Regions from separate parts of the Mus musculus genome. Here all the other regions are linked to region 1. The links are chromatin contacts, called in public HiChIP or PLAC-seq and promoter capture Hi-C maps. All regions are on one chromosome and are shown on one strand. The core of a region is the stretch at or near the end of the contact, and the rest is flanking DNA. Distances in the headings are between cores, read along the strand shown.

Evidence for each region. HiChIP or PLAC-seq counts read pairs in DNA pulled down with a chosen protein or histone mark. Capture Hi-C pulls out chosen DNA fragments and counts their contacts.
Region 2: an HNF4G HiChIP or PLAC-seq map of pancreatic cancer cells shows a contact between it and region 1. The contact joins the promoter of Eif3l here to the promoter of Csnk1e in region 1. A contact is called at or near these places in 1 of 39 promoter capture datasets (cranial neural crest), 2 of 115 datasets of contacts at active chromatin or transcription factors (embryonic stem cells and pancreatic cancer cells) and 1 of 9 other capture datasets (adipose tissue).
Region 3: a contact with region 1 is called in a promoter capture Hi-C map of adipose tissue. The contact joins the promoter of Micall1 here to the promoter of Csnk1e in region 1. A contact is called at or near these places in 1 of 484 Hi-C or Micro-C datasets (muscle stem cells), 1 of 115 datasets of contacts at active chromatin or transcription factors (pancreatic cancer cells) and 2 of 9 other capture datasets (adipose tissue and liver).
Region 4: a contact with region 1 is called in a promoter capture Hi-C map of adipose tissue. The contact joins the promoter of 1700088E04Rik here to the promoter of Csnk1e in region 1. A contact is called at or near these places in 3 of 39 promoter capture datasets (the C10 cell line, liver and stem cell-derived epiblast-like cells), 2 of 115 datasets of contacts at active chromatin or transcription factors (memory CD8 T cells and pancreatic cancer cells) and 2 of 9 other capture datasets (adipose tissue and pancreatic islet).
Region 5: a contact with region 1 is called in a FOXA1 HiChIP or PLAC-seq map of pancreatic cancer cells. The contact joins the enhancer-like site here to the promoter of Csnk1e in region 1. A contact is called at or near these places in 2 of 39 promoter capture datasets (the 3T3-L1 cell line and cranial neural crest), 1 of 484 Hi-C or Micro-C datasets (nephron progenitors) and 2 of 115 datasets of contacts at active chromatin or transcription factors (bone marrow-derived macrophages and pancreatic cancer cells).

Annotation. Positions count from the first base shown.
Region 1 is chr15:79,440,739-79,443,354 of GRCm38.p6, reverse strand. Csnk1e (casein kinase 1, epsilon) reads left to right here and starts at 1,298. Exons shown (of 11, transcript NM_013767.6): 1 at 1,298-1,427.
Region 2 is chr15:79,073,935-79,076,550 of GRCm38.p6, reverse strand. It overlaps Eif3l (eukaryotic translation initiation factor 3, subunit L), which reads right to left and starts at 1,328. Exons shown (of 13, transcript NM_145139.2): 1 at 1,259-1,328; 2 at 732-780. The coding sequence starts at 1,291.
Region 3 is chr15:79,107,669-79,110,284 of GRCm38.p6, reverse strand. It overlaps Micall1 (microtubule associated monooxygenase, calponin and LIM domain containing -like 1), which reads right to left and starts at 1,302. Exons shown (of 16, transcript NM_177461.1): 1 at 856-1,302. The coding sequence starts at 1,001.
Region 4 is chr15:79,139,914-79,142,529 of GRCm38.p6, reverse strand. 1700088E04Rik (RIKEN cDNA 1700088E04 gene) reads left to right here and starts at 1,279. Exons shown (of 7, transcript NM_138581.2): 1 at 1,279-1,375; 2 at 1,538-1,649. The coding sequence starts at 1,547. Polr2f (polymerase (RNA) II (DNA directed) polypeptide F) reads right to left here and starts at 1,205. Exons shown (of 5, transcript NM_027231.2): 1 at 1,096-1,205. The coding sequence starts at 1,115.
Region 5 is chr15:79,175,787-79,178,402 of GRCm38.p6, reverse strand. All of the region lies in intron 2 of Gm10863 (predicted gene 10863), which reads right to left. Among named protein-coding and RNA genes, the nearest start is that of Gm10863, 11 kb to the right of the region's middle. Within about 2 kb of position 1,327, at least 37 of the 459 cell types and tissues checked have an H3K27ac peak or open chromatin away from gene starts, as enhancers often do. A contact at or near this core is called in pancreatic cancer cells, where this site is marked.

The DNA of each region.
Region 1 (2,616 bases), core at 49-2,548:
TCTGCTCAGTCTTGCCAAGGCCCCACGGCCTGGGCTCTGACCACTGAGGCTGACTGCTGTCCAGACCAGCTGCCTCTGGTGAGGATTTGTGCCCTGCGTGGCCAAGGCTTCAGGAGAGAATGCGGGCCTGTCATACAAAACCTGCCAATTGTGAATCAATTGACAAACGCAAAGCCAAAAAGCACCAAGCGGGCCATGCTCAGTCCACCACCTGGGCAGAGAGAGCCAGTTGCCCGGTTTACCATCACAGAGGCCTCTGGAGGCAGCTCCTCCTCATTCTCCTGGTCTTCTGATCGGCATCCCCAGGTCCACCAGATGAACATGGCCATCTTGCTGGGCTGTGTGGGCCTGGGCAGACCTTTTGCCCTCTCTGGGCCACAGTATCCTGCCCTCCTGCCCTGTGATAGGACCTGGTCTATAGGTCTCCCAGCAATCTCCTCAGCCTCGGGGAGAAGATGCGGTTATTATGAAGTGACTCTTTCTGAGATGTGCTTCCGGGGTGATCAGAGGTACTATGTCCACAGTAACAGTTGTGTGTGTGTGTAGAGAGAGAATGTAGGTGTGTCATAAGTTGGAGCTTTGCATGACCCACTGTAAATATCATTTTAATAGCCTTGTGCTGGGACCTTCCATGGTGGAGCTGGAAGCTGGTGGGAAGCCTTCATTAACTCTCCCATGACCTGGGAAGGCTATGGTCCTTCTTCCTCGTTTGCAGTTAAGGACATTCAGGCATTGTCTGGGGGATGACTTTGTTGAATGAGCACCTCTGGGTCCCTGACTCACGTGTGAGTTCTTGGTGAGGGGCAGGGGGCTCAATGGGTGAAACTACGTTGGAATCTGAGGGACTGTCACAGTGGATCTGAACGGCAGAGGACAGAGCAAAGAAAAGTGTCTGCCTGGAGTTTTCTCTGACCACACATCCTTGGTCCTTGTCCACGCCCCTCAGTCCCTATGCTTTATTCCCAAAGCCCCTGGCCAGTGTTCTCTACAGCCTTCAGGCTACTGAGCCCTAAATCTCTTTTGCAGTGCCAGGAGTCTCAGCTGATTCTCTCGGGGGTCCCCGCAGCTTTGGCTGGAGATAGGGCAAGGCCTGAGTATAGGAAATCTTAGTTTTGTGTGCCCCTCACCCAGGGTGGCAGCGTCAGAACACGCTCTCCGGGGGCTGCGGGCCCTTTAAATCCTCCGGGGCGGCGGCGGCGGGCGGGGGATGACATCAGCGGGCGGGCCCGGGGCTCAATGGGAACCGCGGGGACGCGCGCGCGGGTAGGGAGCGCGCGAGCCGGCGGCGGGGGCGGGCGGCGGGAGGCGGCGGAGCGCGGAGCCTGAGCCCGGCCGGGCCGAGCGCAGCGCAGCGGGCCGGGGAGAGGCTGGCGCGCCCGCGGCCCGGCGAATCCTCTGGCATCCGCCCCGGCGGCCGCCCCGGCGCGGTGAGCATCGGGGGCCGGGGAAGCGGGGTTCCCTCCGCCTCTTTGTGTTTTCTTTTTGCGCGAGCGCGGGGCGGACACGCGCATCCGCGCAGGGCTGGGGGCGCCGCCCGTGAGGACAAAGGCGCGGCCGGGGACGCGGAGGGGACGGGCGCTTCGCAGGCCGCCGGGTGCACCGAGGCGGCCCCGGGTTGGGGCGGGGGACCTGCGGCAGGGGCCTGGCTGGGGTCCCGGGGGCGCTCGGGTTCCGGGCCGGCCTCGGCCCCTCCTCTGTGTCCTGGGCTCCGGGTCACCGAGGCCGTTCTCGCGTAGGGTGGGGGCGCGCGGGGGTCCTAAGTGATGGGGTGCGTGGTCACCCGGGCCACCGGCTTTGTTTTCCTTTGTGGCGAGAAGAAGGGAGGGGGTTATTTATCGCTTGGCTTCTCATTGCGGTGTGCGAGACAGCCTTGTGCTTCAAGCCTGTGAAAGCTGGGTGCCTGGGCGCCTCAGAGGCAGGGCTGCGACTTAGGCCACCCCCTCCCCCTACTTTGTCCAGAGTTTCCCCACATATTTCTTAGCATAGCCTCCCTTTGGAAAGGGGGTCTAGAGAGAGAGAGAAGGGGGTGCAGTTCCAATGAATACTTGCGTTTGGGACGCCTTTCCTAGGTTTAGGGCATTCCTTCAGTTTTTATTCTACTGATTCATTGACCAGGGTCTTGGCCCTGTGGAAGGTGGGTGGTGTGTGTGTCAGGAGGTGTGTGTGTATGGCAGGGTGACACGGGACTGCCCATGTGCCCAGCTGCTTGTAGTTGTAATTTTTCTAACCAGCTGAGAAGTCTTGACTCCTCATGGCCACCCCCCCCTTTTTTTAACTTTGTTTATTCCCCTCCCCCACCCCTCCCGTAAGGGACAGAGTGAAGAATTGGAAAGCTACTCTGATTTCCTGAAGGAGCCCCCACCCCAAAGTCAATTTCTTGGGGTGGCGGTGGAGGGGGGCTTTTAAGTGGAGGAGGGCTGGGACACGCTAGACTCCAGGGCTCTGGTCTCCAGGGTGGGGAGACCCTGGCGTTGGTAGGGTCCTTCAGGGTTGGTGATTGTGCAGAGAGCCGTGAGTGGAGAGGGGCTTGGGGGGTCATGTGCAGTGTATTTATGTAAGACTCCCAGACAGAGGGCACTGGTATTTATATAACCTGGCGTGGGTATTTATGTAATA
Region 2 (2,616 bases), core at 79-2,578, 370 kb after region 1:
TTCCGGGATAGCCAGAGCTACATAACGAGACCCCCATCTTTAAAAAACAGGAAAGGAAACTCACTTTCTAACCAAATGATGCATAGTACGCTATTTTCTTTCACCTTTAAAGACACATTAACATGCTTACTTTGTAAAACTACTCTACTGTAAGGGCCAATAAAATACATGCTGTGAGCATCGCAAGCCACTTGGTACTTACTTAATCTCAAAGTGACTAGAACATTTCGGTAAACTTCAAAAGCCTCCCCAAAGTATTTCACTTAGACTTGGTTTGAATCAAGGAAGATTTTCACACCAAGATTTCCTTCTTTGGGGCTGGAGTGTGTGGTTTAATCTCATCTCCGGCACCCAAACAACAAAGCCACAAAGCTTTTTGACCTTGGCCAGACAGCTCAGGGAGGAGGGCTGTGGGTGTGGTTCAGAGACCGTCCACAAGCATGGGGCTCTGGGTTCCACCCCAGTATAACAAATAAAATCTGCCCCAAGTAAGAAAAACCTAGCCGGGTCAGTGATGGTCCTCTTCTGACGTGGGCAGGTAGACCACAAAAAAGGCCTGGTTTAATTAGACTCTTCACAACCCTACCAATCAGACCTAATGGCCGACTCCACCACTCCATTAGGACGCAGTTTTTAACAGGTCCCTGTTGGGAGTCAACGCTGAGATGGTCAAAGAAAAAAGTGCCAATCCTTGGAAGGCAAGAGACAGCCGGGCAAACTGAGAGCCTCACCTGTGTGCATATCATAGTCGCCCGGGTAGGCGTAGGGATCATAAGCAGCCTGCAAGGAAAGAGACAAAGTTAGGGAGACACGCCAAATGGGGACTCCAAAAATGCTCGTCCTCGGGCCTCCATGTCAAGCAGGAGGCAAAACATACTACTCAGATAAGACTGACAGTCGCTACCTCGGAGGGCTTCACATGTGTGAGAGAAAAGGGACCCCGGGCAAGCACAAAACACGCTTACAGGTGCAACAAGACAAGAAAAACACAGTAATAGCCCCGTCTGAAGCAGACGCCATGAGAGCCAAGAACTCAGCATTAAACACCCTTCAGCCCGCCTCCGACTGACTGCGACTACACGCGGGGACATACGGCCGGCAGAGGAGGGACCCGGGGAGGAGACCCGGGGCCGGGAGGGCCGGAATGATCGAGGTCCGCTTGTTCCGGCCCGATCTGGACGCCGCCTCACCTCGGGGACAGATCCCACCGAACCGGGTGCCCACCGCGGACCCCGCCACGCGCTCACCGCTTCATTACCTCAGACTCGTAGTCATCAGCGGGGTAAGACATGGCTACGGCGCTCCAGAAGCCCGTGGGAGAGAGCGGAAGAAGAACTCCGCGCCTGCTTGGCCGGACCGGAAGTCCCGCCCAGCCCAACCTGCCCGAAAGCCTTTCCGGGGTCGCCGGGGAAGCGAAGTAGCTCTGATTGGAAGGACGGAGTTCCTAAACTATCAGAGTTCCTTCCTCCCTGCAAAACGGGCTTTTCAAAGGACATTATTGTGGAGTATGGTGTGCACGCAGAAGTAGGGGCGGGCAAGCGATAAAGGGGAAGAATGCCTAGACCCTGTTGACTCACATCTGCCATCTCAAGGATGGCGGAGGCAGGAGACTGCAACAAATTCGAGGATAACCAAAGTTAGTTATTTCCAGGCCAATCTGATTATAAAGCGGGGTCTCCAAAACAACAACAACAAAAATAAAGAGAAATCAGAAGAAAACGGTACAGAGACGATGACAAGTGACCTGCTAAGATGTAGCGTTCCTGACCTTAGATTTAGGTGTAAACGGTTTTGCCTGCAGCGAGAAATTTCTCCCCCACACCACCACCACCAAAAAAAAAAAAAAAAAAAAAAAAAAAATCAACCTGAGAACACTCAGGATGACCAAACTGGTGAAGGCCCTTGACACCAAGCCTAACGACCTGAGTTCGATGTGGGAGACCCACATGGTGGAAGGCGAGAACCAATCCCTGAACAGCTGATTTGCCTTACCTTTTGGGCACCTGCATCCTTGTCTCCGGGTCACAACAATCTCTGCTTATTACAGCCAGGTACACAACTCTGGGCTTCGGCACTCATGCTTACCTCTGACCAGACTTTAGTACAAATGACCCCGGTATCACTGCCTGGCTCTCTGTTGAAGACAGGAGTTTGCTGGACGAGTGTTGCTAATCAACGCCCTCTACTCAAAGCGTCCTATTTAGAACTGCCATTCTCCCCCCTGGCTCCTTAAGCCCTAGACTCCTTAAAGTCGTTCCTTTTGTTTGCCTGTCTGGTTGCTTTGGTTTATTTAAGCAAGAAAGAATTAGGGTTTAATAAAGACCTTACTTTTAAGATTATTTATTCCTCTGTATGAGTGAATTATGCACACAGGGCATCAATCCTCTGGAGTTACAGCTGATTTTTCAAAAATCAGCCAGCTGTACCCCTGGCTGTCCTGGAACTCAGTCTGTAGACCAGACTGCCCTTGAACTCAAGAGATCCACCTGCCTCTGCCCCCTGCTTACTGGGATTAAAGGCTTGCATAGCTACCTCCCTGCTCATTTGGTTTTAGACAGGATCTTTCTATTATGTAATTCTGGGTGTCCTAGGGTCTATTATGTAGACCAGGATGAC
Region 3 (2,616 bases), core at 53-2,552, 330 kb after region 1:
AGCCGCGGGACCATACACCTAGACAGATTCCTATCGAGGTGGTTTGGGGAAGTAGTGTACCCGCAGTCACCTGACAGCCATTTAGCTAGGAACCCTGTGCCAGAAACGGGGTTAGTGCCCTACAGAGTATCTGCCCAAAGTGCCTTACAAAAGCTTTCTCCTCCATCCCTCTAGGTTCTTTGCGCCTTAAATGTAAATGGCAAACTAGCTGAAGAGAGAATTAAAACTAATGACCTACATTCCCACGGAAGTCCCACAAAATATGGGACTTGCTGTGCCGGATGATAGCCGCTTATCTATAGAAAGGAATGGGGTTTGTCTTCTAGGGGAGGGAAGGATGGGGAAGTGAGTAAAGCCGAAGCCCGGCAGCTTCTCCCAGGTAGGAAGTGATCTGGGGCCGCATTCTTTCTGAAGACCCTTTCCGGTAGGTGCCCTTACAAAGATGTAAATTTCTATTAGAAAGAAGTCAGCCTCCCAGAGCACCCGGGGACCAGCTCGAACTTAAAGGAAGCCTAACTGGGGGAGTGGCATATTCTCATCTCCTACAGTCAAGTTTGGGGTTACTATGCTCTGACGCCAATGGAGGAAGCGAGGCTCAGTATTTCTGCTGGAGCCTAGAGTAACGACGTCCCGAAGGACGGGTCAGAGTTCCCTCTTAGAGGTCAGAGCCTGACACCAGTGGCCCGAGGTGGGGGAGGGGGTGCACGGTCTTGGGGTCTCGGGTGGCCCTGCTCCGCGTTCAGAAGCGGCGGGTGTGAGGTCCCGGACCTCTCAGGGCGGCGCGTGCCACCGCGTCATTGAGGGGAGCGGCGGTCCCCAGCCCCGCGTGCTCGCTCGCGCACCCCGGGCACTCACAGCAGGTCGGGCCGGTGCCGGTGCAGGATGGCGCAGAAAGCCAGGCCGTCCCGGAAGGAGCTGCTCAGGTCGCGGATGTCCACGCCGCGGTAGCCCTCGCACTGGCGGCGACACCAGGCCAGGAGAGCGCCCCGCGGCCCCGCCATGGCAGGCCCGGCTCGGAGACGGCCCGGACTGGGGCTCGGACTTGGGCTCCGGTTCGTGTGGCTCCGACTCGGGGTCAGGTGGCACTGGGCTGCCGCTTGCGCTCCGGCAGGGCCAGTTTCCGGCTGTGTCTGCGGCGCGGCTCGGAGGTCGGGGCGCCACCGGCGGCCGGGGCGGGGCCTCGGTGTCTTCGCTCCGCTCTGGCGCGGCTAGGGCTGCGGACTCGGCTCCCGACCCCGCCCGGCCAGCCTGCCCCGACCTGCCCGCGAAGCCTCCGCCCCGCGTGGCCCGGCCCGGGCGGCCGCCGCTTACTCACCGCGGCCCGCTGTCCTCATTGTGGGCCGGCCGCGGGCGCCCACCGCCTCCGTCCCCGCCCCTGCCCGCCCGCGTCGCGGGGGAGCGCGAGGAGGATGGGGCCCCACCCTGCGGCCCCGCCCCCGCCGTCGAGCCCCTTCCCCGGAAGGGCGGACGCCCCACATAGCCCCTCTCCTCCAGATCGAGTCAACCCTTCCCTTGGGGAGCCCCTCCTGGAAGAAGGGACAACTCCTCGCTGGCTAGCCCCTCCCCAACGCCACCCCGCAGTCTCCCCAGGCCCTCCTACCCCAAGAGGTGGGACACTCTGGCTTTGCTGCTAGCCTGCCTCAAGCTCACCCTTAGGAACCTTCAGATTCTCCTCACTGACTTCTCTGAACCACACCCACGACTGGTCTGAAAGTCGAGGCACTTTCCCCACAGATCCCAGACCTCCAGATGGCCACCAGCTTTCTTCCATACCCCACCGCGCTACAACACTTCGAACGCCCGCCCCTCCCCCCACGGCCTGCCTAGGGGATCCAAACACCTTTACTACCACCAGGCCAGAGAGCTATGTAGTATGACAGGCTGGGGACCCCACAACCAAGTTGGTCCTTTCTGGTTCCCTCTCTCCGTGTAAACTAGGGGATCATAGATCCTTCCGGGGCTCTGTCTCTTCAACTTTTAGAATGGCTGGGCTCTTGCTGAAAGGACCTAGAAACCGACACAGAGGAAAACCTCTGCTTCCAACGCCTGGTTTGATAGTTTCTTCAAGACCCCACCAGGAGACCCCTCCCCCAGAGGCGCCTCCTAAATAAACCCAGGCTGATGAATCAGCCCCGCAGAGATGGTGACATCACTCTGACCTATGTGTAGCTTGTAGGAATGAGTCTGCTGCTCCCTTCTGAGGGAATGAACAGGGTTTTAGTCATCTGAAACAGGATTTTGGAGTTCTGTTAACCCAGGCTCAAATCCTGGTTCCCTCCCTCCCCAGCAACGTGATCTTGTGTCACCTTGAATTATAGTTTCATATCTTGAAAATGAAGATAGAGCCTTGTAGTTTATGCCCGAGAGGTGCTTGCCAGCCTGGGCTACAAGAGACTTGTTTCAAAACTTAAAAACTGGGCAGAAGCTGGGCATTGGTGGTGCATGCCTGTAAGCCCAGCACTCGGAGGCAGAGGCAGGTGGATTTCTGAGTTCGAGGCCAACCTGGTCTACAGAGTGAGTTCCAGGACAGCCAGGGCTACACAGAGAAACCCTGTCTTGAAACCGCCCCCCCCCCAAAAAAAAAAACTGGGCAGAATGGCTCAAGTGTTCATACAT
Region 4 (2,616 bases), core at 30-2,529, 300 kb after region 1:
GTTCAGGACAATTCCCCTGCAGTAGCCTCCCAAGTGCTAGGATTACAGGTGTGAACCACCACGCCCAGACTCTGAATTCTGACTGATCTATCAGGACTACCATAGTTCATCTTCTCTCTTGATTAACATATACAGCGTATCAAGAAATCCTTTAGGTTCTATCTTTAAAATATATCAGGATCCAGGCATGGTGGCGCACGCCTGTAATCCAGTGCTCAGGAGGTGAAAGCAGGCAGATCTCTGTAAGTTTGAGGACAGCCAAATCTACACAGTGACTTCCAGACACAGCTAGGACTATGTTGAAAGACTCTGTCTCAGGAAAAAAAAAAAAAAAAAAGAACAAAAATCACCTGGAAAGCAGAGGTAGATGAATCTCTATGTTCGAACCACCTGATATAAGGTTATATTTGGTCTCCAAATAAATAAAATAAAAATATGTCCAGCCGGGTGGTGGTGGCGCACGCCTTTAATCCCAGCACTTGGGGAGGCAGAGGTGGGTGAATTCCTGAGTTCAGCCTGATCTACAAAAGTGAGTTCCAGGACAGCCTGGGCTATACAGAGAAACCCTGTCTCGGAAAAAAAAAAAAAAAATGTCCATAATCCAGCTGGGTCTGGTGGTTCATGCCAGATATATCAACACTTGGGAAGCTGAAGCAGAGGACTGTGTCGAATTCAAAGCCAGCCTTAGCTATATAGTGAATTCCCGGGCAGCCTGGGTTTCAGAGTGAGGCCTTGCCTCAAACAACACTAAACTTCATGCTCTCTAGAGTCTATCCCCACTTCTGCCACCTCTGCTACTATCACACCTAGCCCAAGCCCGCGTCTGCTCCCAGCCTTCCAGGCCATTCTCTGGGTTGCTTTTTCCTTCCTACTTCCACGACTACACAAGCTACACACCTCTGGCATTCCCTTCCAGAAAGAGAGCGCTCAGAGGACAGGGGCCACACGGACTGAACTCTCTGACCACTGTCCCCATTGCTCCGCGAGGTAGGAAGTTCTGAAGACTTCGCCCCACCAACCCAGCAGCTGGGCTAGCCTGTGCTCCAAGAGCCCTGCTCGCACCACGACCTCCCTCCTTCCGTGGCCCGTGCTCACTTGTCCTCGTTGTCTGACATGATGCCTTCTCCGCCCGGGGCGCAGAGCAGAGAACGCGCGCCTTTGCCCCTCGCCGCACCACGCGTAGTTTGCGCTTGCGCCGTGACCCAGGCGCAGTTACTTCCGGGAAGCAGCGGCCGACCAGACGCTAATGCGCGTGCGTGGAGGCGTGTCGCTAGTTACCATGGTAACAAGGAGCGATTAGTGAGGACGCTGACACTCTAGCTCCTTGGAGTTTCTCCGTGCGGAGGGCTCTGTCACGCCCAGGTCATCGCCTAAGGTGAGCGCTCCTCCCCGGACCGTCACGATAGGGACTGTGGTCACTGCGCTGTCCGGAGCCGAGGGGTCGGGCACCAGCTTCTCAGACTCCCAGGTTGCTCGTGATGAGAGGTCCGGATTGCGAAGCGTAACTAGGGCGAGTCATTGCTTCTCTCCCTCCTAGGGCCCTCCCATGGCTTCCCAGGAAAGGGTGGACTCGGTGACCAAAGGAACCGGGTTCCGCCGCTGCCGTAAGCAAGCAGGTTACACGCCGGGGACTTGTGAGCTGCTCAGAGGTCAGTGCATTAGGGGATCAACGACCCGAGCGGTGCGGTTTTTCCTTAAGAGCTTGGGATTCTGAAAGGTTCGGGGAAGAATCAAAGACCAGAGATGGAGAATTTTGGAATGGTTAGTTCATCTTTTACATGCACTTTCAATGAAGCCTATCTCCTCACTGCAGTGGGACCTTCACAGTACCAAATTCAATTCCCTTCACCAGGCTTAGACATTATACAGTCTTAGAGGTGTTTAGTGTCACCTTCTAAATGGTGAACACCACCAGGCAAAGAAACGTGCCTGTTTCTGCTCACAACTGTAGCTCCAGCCTCTGCTACATGAATGAGCATGTATGCACTTAATTATTCAACGACAAAAACCTAATGTGTGATTTGGATATTGTCCTAGGTACTAGGAATAGAGTGTTGAGAGGATTGCAAAGGACAACTCTTGCTCTCAGAAAACTGATAACACAGGAGGGTAACAAGAAAAATGAACAGGAGAAAATTATAGAGCTGAAGGTGTTGCTCAGTGACAGAGTATATTCTAGGCAGATGTGGAGTCTGGGTTTCAGCCCCAGCACACCATACACAAAAAAGTCTGTGTGTGTTACAGTTGGAGAGCTGGCTCAGTGGTTAGGAACATGTACTGCCCTTTGAAAGCTCATTCCCCAGCACCCATGTTAGCCAGTCACCAAAAAAGTGTGTGTGTCTTAGGCATATGTAATGGGAGGATTGCCTGAGCCCAAGAAAAGCTAGCCTAGATAATATAGTAAGAACCTATCCTTGAAATAAAATAAGGACTGGAAAGATGGCTCAGAGATTAAGAGCACTGGCTATTCTCAAGGACCCAAGTTCAATCCCCCACAACCATATCAGGTGGGTCAAAGCAATGTGTAACTCTAGCTTCCTATGAGTCAGTGCCTTTCCCTGCCCTCCACAGGCAGCCATACACGCATAGCTACACACTCACGCACGCGCGCGCGCA
Region 5 (2,616 bases), core at 78-2,577, 260 kb after region 1:
ATCTTTGTGCATATGTGTGCGCACACACACATACATACATAATTAAAATGAGAGAGACAGAGAGACCAGCATTCATTGTCTACCTGACTGTGGATGAAATATAGCCCACTGAGTCACGCTTCCTGTGGCCACGGATCCCCTCCATTATGGGTGGCACCCCCCAAAAAAAATATCAGCCGGAACAAGCCCTTTCTCCTTACATTGCTTTTATCGAGTATTTTGTTAGAATTCCTAGGCAGGTAACTAATACACAGCCCGATGCAGAAAGACCACTATACTCTGCTTATCTCCTGGTGCTGCAGGAAGTACTACCTTCTCCAGACTCTGGCTCCCGACTTGCACACTTAGAGGGTGAAGCCAGGCTTCCCCATGCATCAGTCCCCATGGTGATTAAGGCCGACTCAGGAGGAAACCAAGGTCTGAAGCACTCCAGAGCTGCCATTGTGCCACACAGGGTCTGTTCCCTGGCTCTCTACCACACTACAGGCCATCAGAGAGGCAGGAACAGGGTGGTTTATCAGACACAGAAGGGCACTGAGCTCAGGACGCCCAGAACCTCACTCCAGCAAAACTGCAGCTGAGGGACTGATGGGACTCTTGGGGCTGGGGCTGCTGGGTGCAGTTGCAAGCAGCCAAATGATGTGCAGAGCAAGGCTTCTAGCTAGAGGGCACCAGGTACAGCCCAGACTTCCAAGAACTGTAATGGGCCTAAGCTAGCGCTCAGGGATAAAGAATTTACCTCAAAGGCAAAAGGCCTTGGGTTTGACCCCTAGCACCAAATAAGCAGCTAAATATATCATTTCAATCTGAATAACATGGGCTTGCTGGCACACATCAGCCCAGTCAGGCTCAGTGGCACATGCCTTTAATCCCAGCACTACGGAAGCAGAGACAGCTGGACCTGGGGAACTATGAGTTCGAGACCAACCTGGTCTATATATAGAGAGAGAGACCCTGTCATCCTGTCCTTCCCCACCTCCCTGTCCCCACTCCCACCCCAAAAAAAGAAAAAGAAAGAGAAAGATAAAAACAAAACAAACAAACACACATAGTGGCTCTATCCAAGGGTTACATGTCTGTTAAGTTTCATTTCTTTTCTTTTCTTTTTTTGGTTTTCAAGACAGGGTTTCTCTGTGTAAGCCTGGCAGTCCTGGAACTCACTCTCTCACTCTGTAGTCCAGGCTGCCTACCTCTCTGCCTCTGCCTCCCAAGTGCTGGGATTAAAGGCATGCGCCACCCCTGCCCAGCTGTCTGTTACGGTTCATTTCCCCGAAAATGAAGCCGCCAGCTGAGGGTGATACAGCCAGGCTGAGTCACAAAACCAGAGATGAGGTGTCTGACTCAGACGGCCAGGTGTCTTGCACCAAGTGTATGCACAGTCTATGCGTACTGTGTTTGGTGAGACTCCACATGGGGGTGGGGGGTGGGGTGTTTCAAAACACTAATCTGGAGACAGACAACCTGGGTCAACACCAAGCTCAGCTCTAACCCAGGACAAGCTAGTGCCCTTCCAGGCCTCCGTATATGTGCCCACAAAACCTGAAGTGTGGCCTGGAGCGCCTCCAAGGCCTGCCCTGGGCTGTGACATTTCAGATGACTCTGGGGGCCGCTGGTCCTCTGCCACAAGCCAGGCTGTGGGTGACATTGGAAGGCTTGTCTCAGCAGCAGATGAGCTTTGTCCCCTGTGTGAGCTGAGCTCCCTGATGCTCCCCTCGAATGCAGGCAACTAAAGGATCCTGAAGTCACCTAGTGGGATATGCCTGAGCTGACCATGGAGCTAGGTCAGAGGAATTCCTGGGACCAAGACCAAGGGCACAGCCCAGGAGCACAGGCCAGCCTTGCACAGCAGCCTGGGGGTTCAGGTGAACCTAGGACCCCCTAAGCAAAAATAGGGACAGGTGGAGGATCCCAGAAAGTGGGAGCAGCAGCCAATCCTATGGAGAGTCCAGCCATCTAGGAATGATAAAAAAACAAACCCCAAACCCTTGGTGAGGGATGGCCAGACCAGGTCTCCCTGCTGTGTGGGGACATAGATGCATCCTTGGAGACAAGATCTGTCTTAAGGCGTGATAGCCACATGCCATGGGTACTGTGACCAGCAGGCCCTCATGCGCTTCTCTTGATATCTGTGCCTCAAGCCTCCATTTCTCTCTCTCTCTCTCTCTCTCTCTCTCTCTCTTTCTCTCTCTCTCTCTCCCTCACATTCCTCTGGGAGCTGATCGGGGCTTGAATGACACCCCAGTCGACTCCTTGCTATTAATTCCCACACAGAGAATAGGGCCCTTGTTCCCTGCCGGAGGAATGGTCAGAGCCATCCCAAGAGTTCCTGACTTAACCCTTCTCCTGACTGCGACTCTGCTGTCTCTCAAAGACCAAAGACCAGCAGGGACCAGAGTAGACCGGGGAACAGGGAGGACAGGAGGGACTGCCAGCCCAGCCCATGGCTCCTGCAATCAAGTCCCAGGGTGAGAAAGGAGACCCAGCCCAGCATCTGAGAGCTGGACCCCCTGCTCTATACCCAAAATTCCCACAGTGAAGTCCAGAGAGGGAAGAACACGGCCCCCTCCCCTTTGCAAGTGAACCACCCAGCACGGTTCCCAGGGACAAGGCTTCTCC